Linked DNA regions of Mus musculus: region 2 is linked to region 1. A link is a contact called in public Hi-C data. All regions are on one chromosome and are shown on one strand. Each heading gives the region's core, a stretch centred on a gene start, on an enhancer-like site or on the middle of the called end of the contact. The rest is flanking DNA. Distances are from core to core; before and after follow the strand shown. Region 1 has its middle 59 kb from the start of Gm42252. Region 2 has its middle 40 kb from the start of Gm50597.

Evidence for each region. Hi-C and Micro-C count contacts between places; a contact is called where the count stands out from the background.
Region 2: a Hi-C map of liver shows a contact between it and region 1, with 1.8 times the contacts expected there. The contact joins two enhancer-like sites. A contact is called at or near these places in 2 of 39 promoter capture datasets (the C10 cell line and hippocampal neurons), 52 of 484 Hi-C or Micro-C datasets (the 3T3-L1 cell line, 3T3-L1-derived adipocytes, B cells and 35 more) and 7 of 115 datasets of contacts at active chromatin or transcription factors (bone marrow-derived dendritic cells, differentiating embryonic stem cells, embryonic basal ganglia and 4 more).

The regions. Positions count from the first base shown.
Region 1 is chr4:8,357,609-8,364,640 of GRCm38.p6, reverse strand. No RefSeq gene overlaps it. Among named protein-coding and RNA genes, the nearest start is that of Gm42252, 59 kb to the left of the region's middle. Within about 2 kb of position 2,435, at least 10 of the 459 cell types and tissues checked have an H3K27ac peak or open chromatin away from gene starts, as enhancers often do. A contact at or near this core is called in liver, where this site is marked.
Region 2 is chr4:9,077,636-9,084,667 of GRCm38.p6, reverse strand. No RefSeq gene overlaps it. Among named protein-coding and RNA genes, the nearest start is that of Gm50597, 40 kb to the left of the region's middle. Within about 2 kb of position 2,442, at least 72 of the 459 cell types and tissues checked have an H3K27ac peak or open chromatin away from gene starts, as enhancers often do. A contact at or near this core is called in liver, where this site is marked.

The DNA of each region.
Region 1 (7,032 bases), core at 1,186-3,685:
GCCTTCATCATCATATGGTAATCATACACACTCTGTGTGTGTGTGTGTGTGTGTGTGTGTGTGTGTGTGTGTCTGTCCTTCTGGTCATATTGGATCAAAATTTACTTCAAAGGACCTAATCTTAAATGTTTACCATATTAAAGACACTCTTTCCAAATAAAGACCCTTTCATAGGTAATAGATATTAAAGCTCTTACATCTTTTTGCAGGAATACATAGTTTTATGCACATGTTGAATTATAATTTGCATGTTAGATTATAATAATATTCTGGAGAGAAAAAGTCAGTCCAATTATGGTGACAATGGCATCTACGTGTGAGGCAAAGAGAGATGGAGGTTTGTGGTCTGCATATTGGTCCAGGATATGCATTACTGTGAAGGTGATATTGGAAGAAACCTAGATGTCGGGGCTTAGACATGTCTGGGTAGTCTAGAGGTATGAGCCAAATGCTAAGGTTCGGAGAGAGCATTTCCCTAGGAGATACAGAGACACCTAAGAGACAAGTGAGGCTGGAGAGGAATCAGGAGAGGCTGTTGCAGGAACTGTGTTCGGTGACCATGGGTTTCTGAAGGATGCAGAGACATGCTGCCTTCAGAAAGTCTTCATGGAGCCATGGAAGAGAAGTGTGAGATGATCCACCTTAGATTTAGAAGCTTTTGAGGGTTACTATGACAGTAACTTAGGGGTGGTTGAGGGGAGACCAGTAGGAGGTGGCCATGAGAGTCCAGGTGAGAGGTGGGGCTGATTCATCAGGAGGAATGGATAAAGGTGGAGAGAGATTTGAGCTATACATGGCACATGCTTATGGAAATGGCAATGGGACCTGAGGCTCTCAGGCTAGGCCGAAGTTCATGCTAATCTCAAACCTCCCATCGTCTGCACAGAGAGGACACTCTCCTGGGTGAGTTTGTGGGTGTCCATATGCAATAGGATATGCTGAAAGTGACTTTCTGTGGACTGTCTGTACTCAGCAATGGCTTTCTTTTCTCCTAGCTGGAAGACTTAGCCCTTCAGTGATAGAGGGCCACACACTGTAGACTTCTAATCTCCATATAAAAATGGAGATGAGATCCACAAATAAATGAGGCAGTATATCCTGATAACAACATTCACCTTGCAGGAGTATCGTAAGGACGTGTTGTTTTTTTTTTGTTTTTTTTGTTTGTTTGTTTTTTCGAGACAGGGTTTCTCTGTGTAGCCCTGGCTGTCCTGGAACTCACTCTGTAGACCAGGCTGGCCTCGAACTCAGAAATCCACCTGCCTCTGCCTCCTGAGTTCCGGGATTAAAGGCGTGTGCCACCACGCCCGGCTAGGACGTGTTGTTAAAAGGACTGTTCAACACTAGATTTCCAAGAGGCACCCAATAGGTGTCGATTGTTGTTAATAAATATCAGTTTGGTGCTCCAGGGAGAAATTGTTTGGAATAAGACTTTTGGAAGACATGGCTCTCTGTGTGACCTTGGGCAATCTACAGTTTCCTGTGCAGATGCTATGTCCTGTGCAGATGCTATGCAGGCAATGACTCGGGACAGGACTCACACAACTAACTGATGTTAACCTTGAATCTAAACTGACACATAGTCACATTTTACCAAGTTAAAGTCAACTAAATTAGACCATATGAAACTGAAGACAAAAACTGGGTTGCTATTCACTTTCGTACTATTTATATAATAAAGTTATTAGAAAACCTATGATCCAGAGTTCCCAGTGTGGAGATGTTTAACCCAATTAAGGAAGTAAACTTTAAAGTTATGTCAGAGCCAATCAGCAGAATCACTTTATATACCCATTTATGTGTAGAATATGTATCCCTGGATTTAGTCTTCATCATTAGAAAAAAAGTGTTAAAAAAATGTGTCTTCCTTCCCCCAACCCCCAGTGGCCACCCATAGACGGCCATTAGTATTTCTGTGAATTCCTGCTGACAGCCAAAGAAGGGTTCTTTACAAATCCTACAACTCCAACTTCCTAAAGCTTTGTGCTGCTGTTCTCAGAATCATCTTGGAATGGACTACAGAGGTCTGGCTGGCAGGCTTACTTAGGCAGCGTTGTAAAAGAGAGAGCGGCACAACTGAAAAAGATCTTGTTGGCAGCACCACACAGGACGAGTGTTCTTTATTTTTAAAAAAGGCCTATAAATATACAATTTAGCTCTTTGGTCCTCAGCTAGATTCAGTGTGGGTTTAGGGTTTGTGGTTCACATTAGAGTGTCTGAATCCTGGAGTCTGGCTTGTTTAGGAGCTTAGTCCTCCCAGCTAAGGTCAAAAGGAATTGGAAAATTCACCTTCCCTGGTCTTCTGACAGAACTCTGGGATGTGTTTTTGGAGGTCACGTCTCTGCAGCCTTTTTCAATTAGCCGAACTCTAGATGGACCTTTTCATCTTCCTGGCCATGTTCTGAGAGAAGGCAGCAATTGAGCAAACATCTGTGAAGGGCAACTGGCTTGTGCTAATTGTTGTTGGCACAAAAACTTTTTTAAAAAAAGTGTATACCTCCCTCCCCCAAATGGTTTTATTTGACCAAGAGTGAATTTGTAAGAAAGTAAATCTAGTTCAATTTGTTTTCTAAACATCAGTTCAGCTTGATATAAGACTTTGTACCCAAAGTCCAGCTGCTCCAGACTGCCAGGACAAAATAAATAAATATATTAATTGCTTGGAAAAAAATAACAGAAAAAAAACCCAGCTGTGACTAATGGAAAAAACAAGCCAATAAATGGAACCCCGAGTGTTATTGCACTGTGGAAGATTACCAGTGAGGCTGGAATTACATACATTCAGAAACCCATACAAACAGACATCTCAACTTCTTACCCCGAGAAACCGCAAAGACAACTAAAGACTAAGCTCTTCTTCCATCTGGAGGTGACGCACCTGTAAACATCCAAGACAGAGGTATACACAAGTTTGCCTTTTCTTCTCCCTCACTTTGCCTTCTTGGATTTAGCAGTACTAGTTGGAAGAATGTTGGGAAGACTCACATATATGTTTTTGGTCAGGAGGATAAAGGAAACACACAAGGTGCTGACAAGACCACTAAAGCTTTGCATCTAAGTGTGGTGGTCAGGCAGTCCCAGACATCCTTTGCCCAGCCTCCTCTGGAGGTTGGGGTTTGCTGTTTGAACTCTGACCTTTGTTGTCTAGCTAGCTCTGACTCATGTTGCAGAACACAGTTCAAAGGCTACTCCTCAGCAAGGGTCAGCATCCTGCTTGTGTGTTGTCCTGCCTGCTCTATTTTTGTACTTTTCCATCACCATCATAGACCTTTTCAGATCCTGCTCTCATGAATTGATAGGATGTTTGGTGATTTGGTCAATATCTGCCTCTTTCTCTGGATTGGGGGATACATAAAAGCACTGTTCACAACCCATCTAGAGAGCAATGCAGAGTTGTCTCTTAGTAAATACAGTGAATAAACTAGCAGGCCCCCTCAAAGAACACAATGATGGCTATGTGTCAGGTACTGTAGCCAATACCTTCATATTTCAATTAACCACTGTGCTGCTCTACAAAGTTTCAGTCCCAAACAAACAAACAACTAAGGCCTTAGTTAGGCCTTCTATTGCTGGGCTAAAACACCATGAACAAAAGCAACTGTGGAAGAAAGCGTTTATTTGTCTTACATTTCATATCATAGTCCATTACTGAAGGAAGTCAAGGTAGGAGTTCAAGGCAGGAACCTAGAGGGAGAAGAGGGAGAGGGGGAGGGAGGAGAGGGGGAGGGGGAGGGAGAGGGAGAGGGAGAAGGAGAGGGAGGAGAATCAGTGTGCAGTGTCAGCCACCTGGAACTAACTGGAATCCAAAGGGATTTTATGTTTCCACCTCTCTGCTCTGCCATCTACATCACACCTAGCTCATCTAATAGGCTCAGGCCAGCTCCACTCCATAGCTACTGCTGTCTTTGGTGGTCATCTCATGGTAGTAGCATCTCCGAAACGCTGATGTCCACTGAACAGGGCTGACCTTCACCTTGGCTTCTCTTGGGTTCTCCTTGGAGACACTAATTCTGCCACATGGTGCCAAATCTCAGCTTCTTTCCATGACCTCTGCAATCCTTGGGCTTCAACTGCCATTGAGGCTTTAAGAATGGCCTTTCCCAGTTTCTCCCAGTGCCAAGCATCAGCTGCTCTCTGTGATCTATTCTGGCCTTCAAAACCAATATTACTTAGGAAACTCTTAAATATTACCTTGTTCAGTGACATGCATCAGGTGTAGCCTTGATCCCCTCTGGGCTATGGCTCATGTATATGGGTTGAACATGAAGAAATGAAGAAAAAGTTTCCAGAAGATTTTGCCTTAATGATTCTTCTTTCTTTCCCCTCCCTCCCTCCCTCCCTCCCTCCCTCTTTCTTGCTTTCTTGCTTTCTTGCTTTCTTGCTTTCTTGCTTTCTTGCTTTCTTGCTTTCTTGCTTTCTTGCTTTCTCGGTCTCTTGTTGATCACACTTAATTCTTCTTAGTCCAAAATAACAGCATAACAGTCCTGAAAGTTCATAAACCAGGCCTTTATTGGTATCTCTCAGCACTCTTATATTCCAAACTCCCACAGAATAATCTACTGACCTCTCAACAATCAATGTTTTTTTTTTTTCCAGCTCAAAGTTCCAATGCCACTATAATCTTCTCCCAAAGAACACAGTCACTCCTGTCACAGCAATATGGTAGCAATTTCTATATTAACTAAGGGTTCTATTTAGAACTGTAACTAAGACTTTATGAATAAAAGCATGTATGGAAGAAAGGGTTGATTTGTCTTACATTTCCATATCACAGTCCATCACTGAGGGAAATCAGGGCTGGAACTTGAGGAAGGAACAGAAGCAGAAATTACAGAAGAGTGCTAGTTACTGGCTTGTCCTTCACAGTTCGTTCAGCTCAGCTAGTTTGCTTGCTTTCTTTCTTTCTTTCTTTCTTTCTTTCTTTCTTTCTTTCTTTCTTTCTTTCTTCCTTCCTTCCTTCCTTCCTTCCTTCCTTCCTTCCTTCCTTCCTTCTTTTCTTTTCTTTTCTTTTCCTTCCTTTCTTCCTTCCTTTTCTTTTTTTAAATTTTTTATTTTTATTAGATATTTTCTTCATTTACATTTCAAATGCTATCCCGAAAGTCCTCTATACCCTCCCCCCAAGGGCCTCTCCTCCCAATGATGGCCGACTAGGCCATTCTCTGCTACATATGCAACTAGAGACACAGCTCTTGGGGGTGGGGGTACTGGTTAGTTCATATTGTTGTTCCACCTATAGGGTTGCAGACCCTTTCAGCTTCTTGGGTACTTTCTCTTGCTCCTCCATTGGGGGCCCTGTGTTCCATGCAGTAGATGACTATGCGCCTCCACTTCTGTATTTGCCAGGCACTGGCATAGCCTCACAAGAGACAGCTATATCAGGGTCCTTTCAGCAAAATCTTGTTGCTATATGCAATACTGTCTGGGTTTGGTGGTTGTATATGGGATGGGTCCCTGGATGGGGCAGTCTCTGGATGGTCCTTCCTTCCATGTCTTCTCCAAACTTGGTATCTTTAACTCTTTCCATGGGTATTTTGTTCCCCATTCTAAGGAGGAACGAAGTATCCACACTTTGGTCTTGAGTTTCATGTGTTTTGCAAATTGTATGTTGGGTATTTTAAGTTTCTGGGCTAATATCCACTAATCAGTGAGTGCATATCAAGTGAGTTCTTTTGTGATTGGGTTACCTCACTCAGGATGATACCCTCCAGGTCCACCCATTTGCCTAGGAATTTCATAAATTCATTCTTTTTAATAGCAGAGTAGTACTCCATTGTGTCAATGTTCCACATTTTCTGTATCAATCCCTCTGTTGAGGGACATCTGGGTTCTTTCCAGCTTCTGGCTATTATAAATAAGGCTGCTATGAACATAATGGAGCATGTGTCCTTATTACCAGTTGGAACATCTTCTGGATATATGCCCAGGAGAGGTATTGTGGGATCCTCCGGTAGTACTATGTCCAACTTTCTGAGGAACTGCCAGATTGATTTCTAGAGTGGTTGTACCAGCTTACAATCCCACCAACAATGGAGGAGTGTTTCTCTTTCTCCTCATCCTCGCCAGCATCTGCTGTCACCTGAATTTTTGATCTTAGCCATTCTGACTGGTGTGAGGTGGAATCTCAGGGTTGTTTTGATTTGCATTTCCCTGATGATTAAGGATGTTGAACATTTTTTCAGGTGCTTCTCAGCCATTCAGTATTCCTCAGTTGAGAATTCTTGTTTTAGCTCTCTATCCCATTTTTTAATGGGGTTATTTGAATTTCTGGAGTTCAGCTTCTTGAGCTCTTTGTATATATTGGCTATTAGTTCCCTATCAGATTTAGGATTGGTGAAAATCCTTTCCCAATCTGTTGGTGGCCTTTCTGTCTTATTGACAAGTGTCTTTTGCCTTACAGAAGCTTTGCAATTTTATGAGGTTCCATTTGTCAATTCTCGATCTTACAGCACAAGCCATTGGTGTTCTGTTCAGGAATTTTCCCTTGTGCCTATATCTTTGAGGCTTTCCCCCACTTTTCCCTCTATAAGCTTTAGTGTCTCTGGTTTTATGTGGAGTTCCTTGATCCACTTAGACTTGAACCTTGTACAAGGAGATAAGAATGAATCAATTCGAATTCTTCTACATGATAACCCCCAGTTGAGCCAGCACCATTTGTTGAAAATGCTGTCTTTTTTCCACTGGATGGTTTTAGCTCCTTTGTCAAGATCAAGTGACCATAGGTGTGTGGGTTCATTTCTGGGTCTTCAATTAGATATATCTAAGTTTGTGTCAAGCTGACAAAACACCCAGGGCAACTATATTCTCTCGTCAGTGCTTCAATGAAAGGCCAACAGCTTTTTTGGAATACAGCTTTTTTTTTTTTCTTTTTTCTTTTGCAATTGCAAAAATATCTTCAGTCTTTTTGGCATAAATCACACATACAGTGCCTTACTTATGATTTTCAAAATATGTAGGACATAAGGATATTTGCAGAACAAGTGACTCACTGGGACCAAACCCAGGTTGCTATTGTTTCTAGGGGAATGCTACCAC
Region 2 (7,032 bases), core at 1,193-3,692, 720 kb before region 1:
GGAGGAGGAGGAGGAGGAGGAGGAGGAGGAGGAGGAGGGGGGGGGAAGGGAAGGGAAGGGAAGGGAAGGGAAGGGAAGGGAAGGGAAGGGAAGGGAAGGGAAGGGAAGGGAAGGGAAGGGAAGGGAAGGGAAGGGAAGGGAAGGGAAGGGAAGGGAAGGGAAGGGAAGGGAAGGGAAGGGAAGGGAAGGGAAGGAAGAAGAAAGATAGAAAGAGACAGAGAGGAGGGAGGGAGGGAGGTAGAAAGGAAGGAAGGAAGGAAGGAAGGAAGGAAGGAAGGAAGGAAGGAAACATTTACCTCAGCATGCAGCTGAGTAGTTTGGGTCTAGGGTTCATTGGCTCTCTTGCTTTGGACCTGTGGAGAGGCAACACACCATGTTTACTTGGAACTCTCCTTGTTAGCTGTGAAGCAACGAGAAACAAGAGGGGACTTCTTTTCACAATTTAGCCTGTGAGGGTACACAGAGAATGACCTAACCTTCTGCCTTCTGAAGGTTTCTTCCTCTCCTAATAATGCTGATGACCCAACTTTCAATACGAGGTCCTTGACCTCTAACCTCTAACGGTGACATCCAGTACAGTAGCCGTGCTAACCAGGACGCTGTGTGGTCCCAGATCTGCTGCCTTGTTTCCCTTTCCACGGGCTCTTTGGTAAAATCAGTTAGGGTAATTTTTCATAGTACAAGTGGCTATTAACTCTGTAGAAAGAACATTTTAGATCTCTAACACTCAACAGCGCTTTGGAACTCAAACAAATGTATAACTCAAAAGAAAGAACGACTGCTCGGTGGCTTTGCCCGCTATGCTGAGCCGTTCTGAGAATAAGAGATCCATTCAGCATGGGGCCCCGGGCAGCAGCCTGCTTTCCTGCCCCTGCCATTGTGTTACCGAAACGGTAATAAACCTGGATGAGGCACAGGAGACTCAAGACCTTGGCACATTTTCACCTAGACCGAGTCACAGCCCTGGACCTCAGTTAGGAAATATCAATAACTTCCGAAAAGTGGATTGCAGTCCAGCGTTATTTCCAGCTGTCAACACCTCGAGAACTGAAGGGAACGGCCAGGGAACTGAGATATGAAAATAAAAGGAAAAAAAAATCACATGGAGTTCGTTTCATGCCACCTCTCACATGTCCCTCCAACCTCATCTGAGTGCCCTTCCCCAACTGAGGAAAACATAAATAGTCAAAGCAGAGGGGGGTTCTTTTATTTCATCGGTAAAGACATGGGGACAGTGAGATTATAAATTCCAGAAGCATTCATTCCACTGTCCCAAAGACCACTTTCCATCCTATGCTTACATTCGATAATCTAACCCAGATGGTTTGAGTTTTTCCCCAAGAGCTTATTTCAGAGAAATACTAAGTTGGAGTGTGGCACGGCTTTCAGTCTTAGACACATCTTTCTCCTTATCTTCCTCTTCACGAGCGCCGGCCGGAAGATTCTCAAAGTGAATCTAATCCTGTTACTAAGCTGATTTTTCAGACTTCGTGTTAACATAGCGACATCATACACCAGTGCGGTGACTATCATCATACCAAAGTGCACGCTGGCCTCCAGGTTCACTGAGTACTGGTGGTGACTCTTCTCAGCTCTCTGACCCCGCCCCCTACCCTAAATTTCTCCAACTTCCCTTCCCCCAGCCTCTGGTTCTTATAGCGCCCAGCCATTTCACCCATCCACTCCCTTGGCCCTCCTCTCTCCCCGCCCCCCTCTCTCCTCTAATGCCCTGTTTCAGCCTACTGGGCGTGTTTGGACCCCGCTTTCTCTCCTTGCTCTGGACTCTCTTCCAGTGCCTCTGGCTGTGCTCTCTCTCACATCTTCAATAAACAAACTTTCCCCGCAACCATACCTTAGAGCGCCACCTCCTCACTTTATACCCTAAGGTGAGATTTTGCTTCTCAATTGGCATTTTATTTTAAAATGCATTTATGCAATCCCCAAATGCTTTGAACTCTTTAAAAAATACTCGGGAACAACACACCAAGTTGAGAACAGGGAAAGCTCAAAAACACACAGAAAGGGCCTCCAGACTAGACACTGTTCATTCGCACTATTTCCTTAGCACCCAAGGCAAGGGAGGGAATCACTGGGTTCAAAGTGCCCTCCACACTTGCTCCATGTGTGATTAGAGAAAAAATTTGCCCAGTTTCAGGATGATGAATTAAACGTTATAAAGTTTCCCTCTGATTCACACAGTTTGCATGTTCCAGACTCTTAGAAAACCCAATAAAGATGGTCGTAAAAATAGATGAAAGTGGAAACTAGAAATTTCCACACTTCCTGATCACAGTGCTGACATGTGACCACACCTGGCCTCCTGCCCTGCATTGATCACCAAACTTGGCAGATAAACAAACACTCGAAATAACCAAGTGTCCTCAACCACATTGGCCCCAATTTAGCAAATAGAGGTACCGACTAAGCCCTTCCCATGTCACAGAGCCAGACAGTTAGTTCTGCCCTAACTGTCAAGGTCATAGAGACAGCTTAGCCCAGCACACTGCAGAATGCAGAACAAATACAGCTCCCAATTCCCACTGCCGGCACAACACAGCTGCCTTTCATCTAAGTCTTCACGTGCCCCTGGTTGCTACCGCCAGATCCACCAGCCAGCCAGCCCTGGAGATCGCCTTGGAGACTGTCTTGGAGAAGCCGCCCCGGGTTTCTGCTTACTTTAGATCAGCCCTCCCTGAGGCTTCCCCAGCCACCTTCTTAAGACAATAGGACAGCGGGAGAGGTAAGGTCAGCTCAGTCCATCATAAGAACACAAAAGCTGCCCAAGGAGTTAGGGCGCCATCCTGCCCACTGCATGGCAACGGAAGAGTTCTCACATTACAGGCTTGCAGAGCAGCCGGCCCACTGAACTCCCTCCCTCAGGTCCTAGCAGATGGCTCCAGTGTGGCCTTGGCTCTGCTCACACTAACCCTGAGTTCTGTGGTCCAGTCAACAACAGAGCATGTCCTCTCTCCTCGAACATGATGCATGGGTAAAGCCTCCAGCCAAGCATTGAGCTGATGAGAACTCAGGAGTAGTTTATTGATACAGATTGCAAGCAAAGTAGATCACCTTGTCTGTAGGTGAAGGCTTCCCCAGACTCCATAATACATTTTGGGTGAACACTTCAAGAATAAGATGAAGAATATAAAATAGCGTAGTGTCCTAGCTTTGAAACAAAGCATATTATCACACCTAGGGAGACACAGGTCGCCTGTAGAGAGAGAAAGGCAGGGTAGGAATAGACCACTGTCAATAGGGGGAGAAACGGACTGAAGTTTTGGTGTAGGGCCCTTGGCCTCTTTCCAATGAAACGTATTAAAAGCAGTATCAGGAATGGGACAGCCGGGGCTGCAGGCGTGACTCGTTCTCCTGACAAATAGCCACCCAAACAGTTGGCAAGGTGCCCCGCTCCACCTCTCTTCGCCATCTCACCACGTGTAAGCATCTGGCGTATCCATCACCTTCTCCAGAGCATGAATGAGTCCTTAGAATGTAGATAATTTAGCTGAAATATATGTGTGTATTATCATGCAGATAAGACAATTATTTCGTAATAGACAAGGAGCCTGAATCATCTCTGCTGACTTTTGATCCTGACAGCGTGGCAGAAAAGCACACGCTGATATGTTAGATGGCCAGGAAATGGAGGCACAGCCGGAGAGAGAGATTGCAAGACACTGGGCATCGGCTAACACATGTTGTGGTCTTGGCCCTTTCTTGTGGGTATCTGACTTCACAAGGAAAGGCAAAGGCAGAACAAGGAGTTCCCACCCAGCATGAATCATTCTCCCAGAGTAGTGAAAAATAAATATAAAAACAGCCCAAAGGTTAGAAAATGGCTCAGACAAAGAGAATAAGTGAAAGAGAGAAAGAAACTTGCAGTTCTGAGTCTCGTGACGTGACGAGATGATAACGTTGAGGTCCTATCGGGTTGCTTCCCTTGAATCACCAAAAGTGAGTTTATGCATGGACATCAGTAGCAATGGTGATTTTCTGCTTTAGATCTCAACTTAGGAGGAAGGGTGAGTGTCCCCTGCTCGCTACTACGTGCCACAGCACTGAACGTTTGGAAGATAAAAGTCCTGTTAGTGTTTTGATTTAGTTGGGCAGGAGTTGGAAGGGGTAGGAGACAAAGAAGGGAGTGGAAGAGGAAAAGGTAAAATGAGCCTGAATTAATAGTGATGCAAAGGTAGGGGTGAGGAGAGCAGCCAGAGGGAAGCCTGCACTGCAGTCGAGAGGCTCATCACTCCTGTTTACCAGCCGATCATGAGTTCGGACGTACAGTCAGACACTTCCTTTATCTGTGTCATGGATCCCCTGTGTCATGGAGGCTAGTCTCAATCCTAGCTGAAGATTAAGAAGACATGAGCAGCCTAAGAACTACTCCACTTTAATCCAGACCTGTGCACATTTAAGCAACATCATTGCCCTCTGTGCTTAGCTCCAAGGCTCCCCTTAAGCCTTCACAGCCTGCAGAGCTTTGTCAACACTGGATGGTGCTTATGCGTCATTATTCAGATAAACTCAGGGGTGCTGGGCCAATCTGTCATAATTCCTTTGAACTTTTGGTCCTGCCTCAGATCAGTCCATTGCTCTTTCAGCTGGAGAGAAATGAATGGCCTCTGGGGAGAAAGATACCCACACACCTCTTTCATTAGCCACTAACTGCTAAGTGAAAATAGCCACCTGCCACCGTCTGGCATCAATTCACTCTGTTCCCCTTGAGCAGGCCATGGTGCCTCCCACTCCTCCAGCTTGAAGACTTCTGGAAAGCCCAGCTCGGCTGGCTGCTGGGGTCAGGATGACGACATGCTGTCTTTGTAAGAGGTGTGAGTAAAGATTACATAGGAAGTGCAGATGTCACCTCAGTAGGTGGAGGAGGCAGAGACCATCTGGGGGTAGGGTGGTGCTTTCTATTTCAAATATGTGCTACCACTCAGACTCTCTAAGACCATACAGTCTCTCTGGGTGTCCTTGGTGAACAGCCAACCTGGACATCATTTTTTTTTCTTTCTGGACTCCATGGTACCTATACATTCAACGTTGGGTAATGTGGCAGACACTTTATACACACTATATTTGCACAAATAACCTGGAAGATAGCTAGTCTAGTCTAATATCCTTCCCAAACACACTACCACCACTGTCTTAGTCAGGGTTTCTAGTCCTGCACAAACATCATGACCAAGAAGCAAGTTGGGCAGGAAAGGGTTTATTCAGCTTACACTTTCCACATTGCTGTTCATCACCAAGGAAGTCAGGACTGGAACTCAAGCAGGTCAGGAAGCAGGAGCTGATGCAGAGGCCATGGAGGGATGTTCTTTACTGGCTTGCTTTCCCTGGTTTGCTCAGCCTGCTCTCTTATAGAACCCAAGACTACCAGCCCAGAGATGGTCCCACCCACAAGGGGCCTTTCCCCCTTGATCACTAATTGAGAAAATGCCTTACAGTTGGACCTCGTGGAGGCACTTCCTCAACTGAAGCTCCTTTCTCCGTGATAACTGCAGCTGTGTCAAGTTGACACAAAACTAGCCAATACAACTACTAACACCATTTTCAAGATAAAAGAGTCAGGGCAGAACAAGATACATGACTTGGTCATATCATGATGCCAAGGGGCAGGAAAGTCCAGGCTTAAACCAAGATCAAAGTAAGAGCAGACAGGAATAAAGGCATGCTATGGGGTTTCTGCCTTCCAGGACTCATACGGTAACAGAAAAAGGGACATGAGCTGACTATTCTTTTTAATTATAATTTTTATGCCAAGCTCCATAGTAGACAATTGGAATGTGCAAGGCAGACTCTATACAAAATAGTTGTACCTGTCTGGAAACACTCAAGCTATGTCTAGTACTTAATGGATGAAACATCATGTCTTACTTTTGGATAGAAATCTCAGTCATTAGTTGTTGGTTTCCTTACAAACATGTCATTGCATTAAGTGTGTTTCAAATGGAGTCTTGGGAGCTACCAAGAAAAAAGTCAATGAGAGGAAAAATGACAGTGCACAGCAGATTTGGCCCTAAATCTTGTCATAGTTTACTCTATAGAGTACATTAATTTCCATAGACACAGAGCAATACAGATAGTCAAGATCTTTTCCTGAAGAAATTTTAAGGCAGAAGAAATATAATGTGAGTGAAATATAGTTATACATAGATATTCTGTAACTTACAAGGGACAAAATAAAAGATTTCTAAGATGAGATTTAATAACAAATAACTACTTTCAATCCTTATCATAAGCACACAAAGTATTCCAATCAGACCAAGGTACTCTACTAAGGGGAGGTACTAAAGCGACAGAGTCCTGGTGTGTAATGACAGCCCGATACTGCACAAGGAGGCCTGAGCACTTCAGTTGCAATGTATGAATCCATCCCTGAGCTCCATTTCCCTAGCCTGGACAGTGGGAGCTGCAGGTAAGAGCTGTTGGAAAATGGTCTGCTCGCTGGCAAGCATATGCTTACGGTGTGCTGTGTTATTTTACGTTTCTGAAGGTAGGAGCTAAGAGTGCGATTTCATTCGCTGCACGAGTGCTCTCAACAAACCCTTTTGGTACTCTAAGTGGAAGGCAGTGAATGTGGCTGTTAACTGTGCTTAGATCTGTGTTCTTAACCTTAATACTCTAAATTGGGGTTTCATTAGTATAATTTGTCACAGAGATAAATGTATCTCTCTGGCTTACCTCTCCTCTTAAGTAAATTAGACAACCCAACTAAATCAAGTTCGATTGTTTTGGGAGTGCGTTTGTAATAACATCATTTACTATGCCACAAATTCGACCAGAACAGGCCATTAGAATAGATTACATGAACAAATTGAAATATAGCTCTCCAATGTAAATATAAGTATAATGTTAAACATTATAAACCAAGAGAGCTAGTAGAGGGGCTTTAAAACTATCAGAGAAAGATTTTACTTCTTGTATTTTGTGCTAGGAGCATGGGTCTGGAGTTCAGCCCATCCAGACGAGAGTTGAAGTCTTAGGAATAGATAAAATTACAAAAGAAGAAAAGCAGAGGAAGTTAAG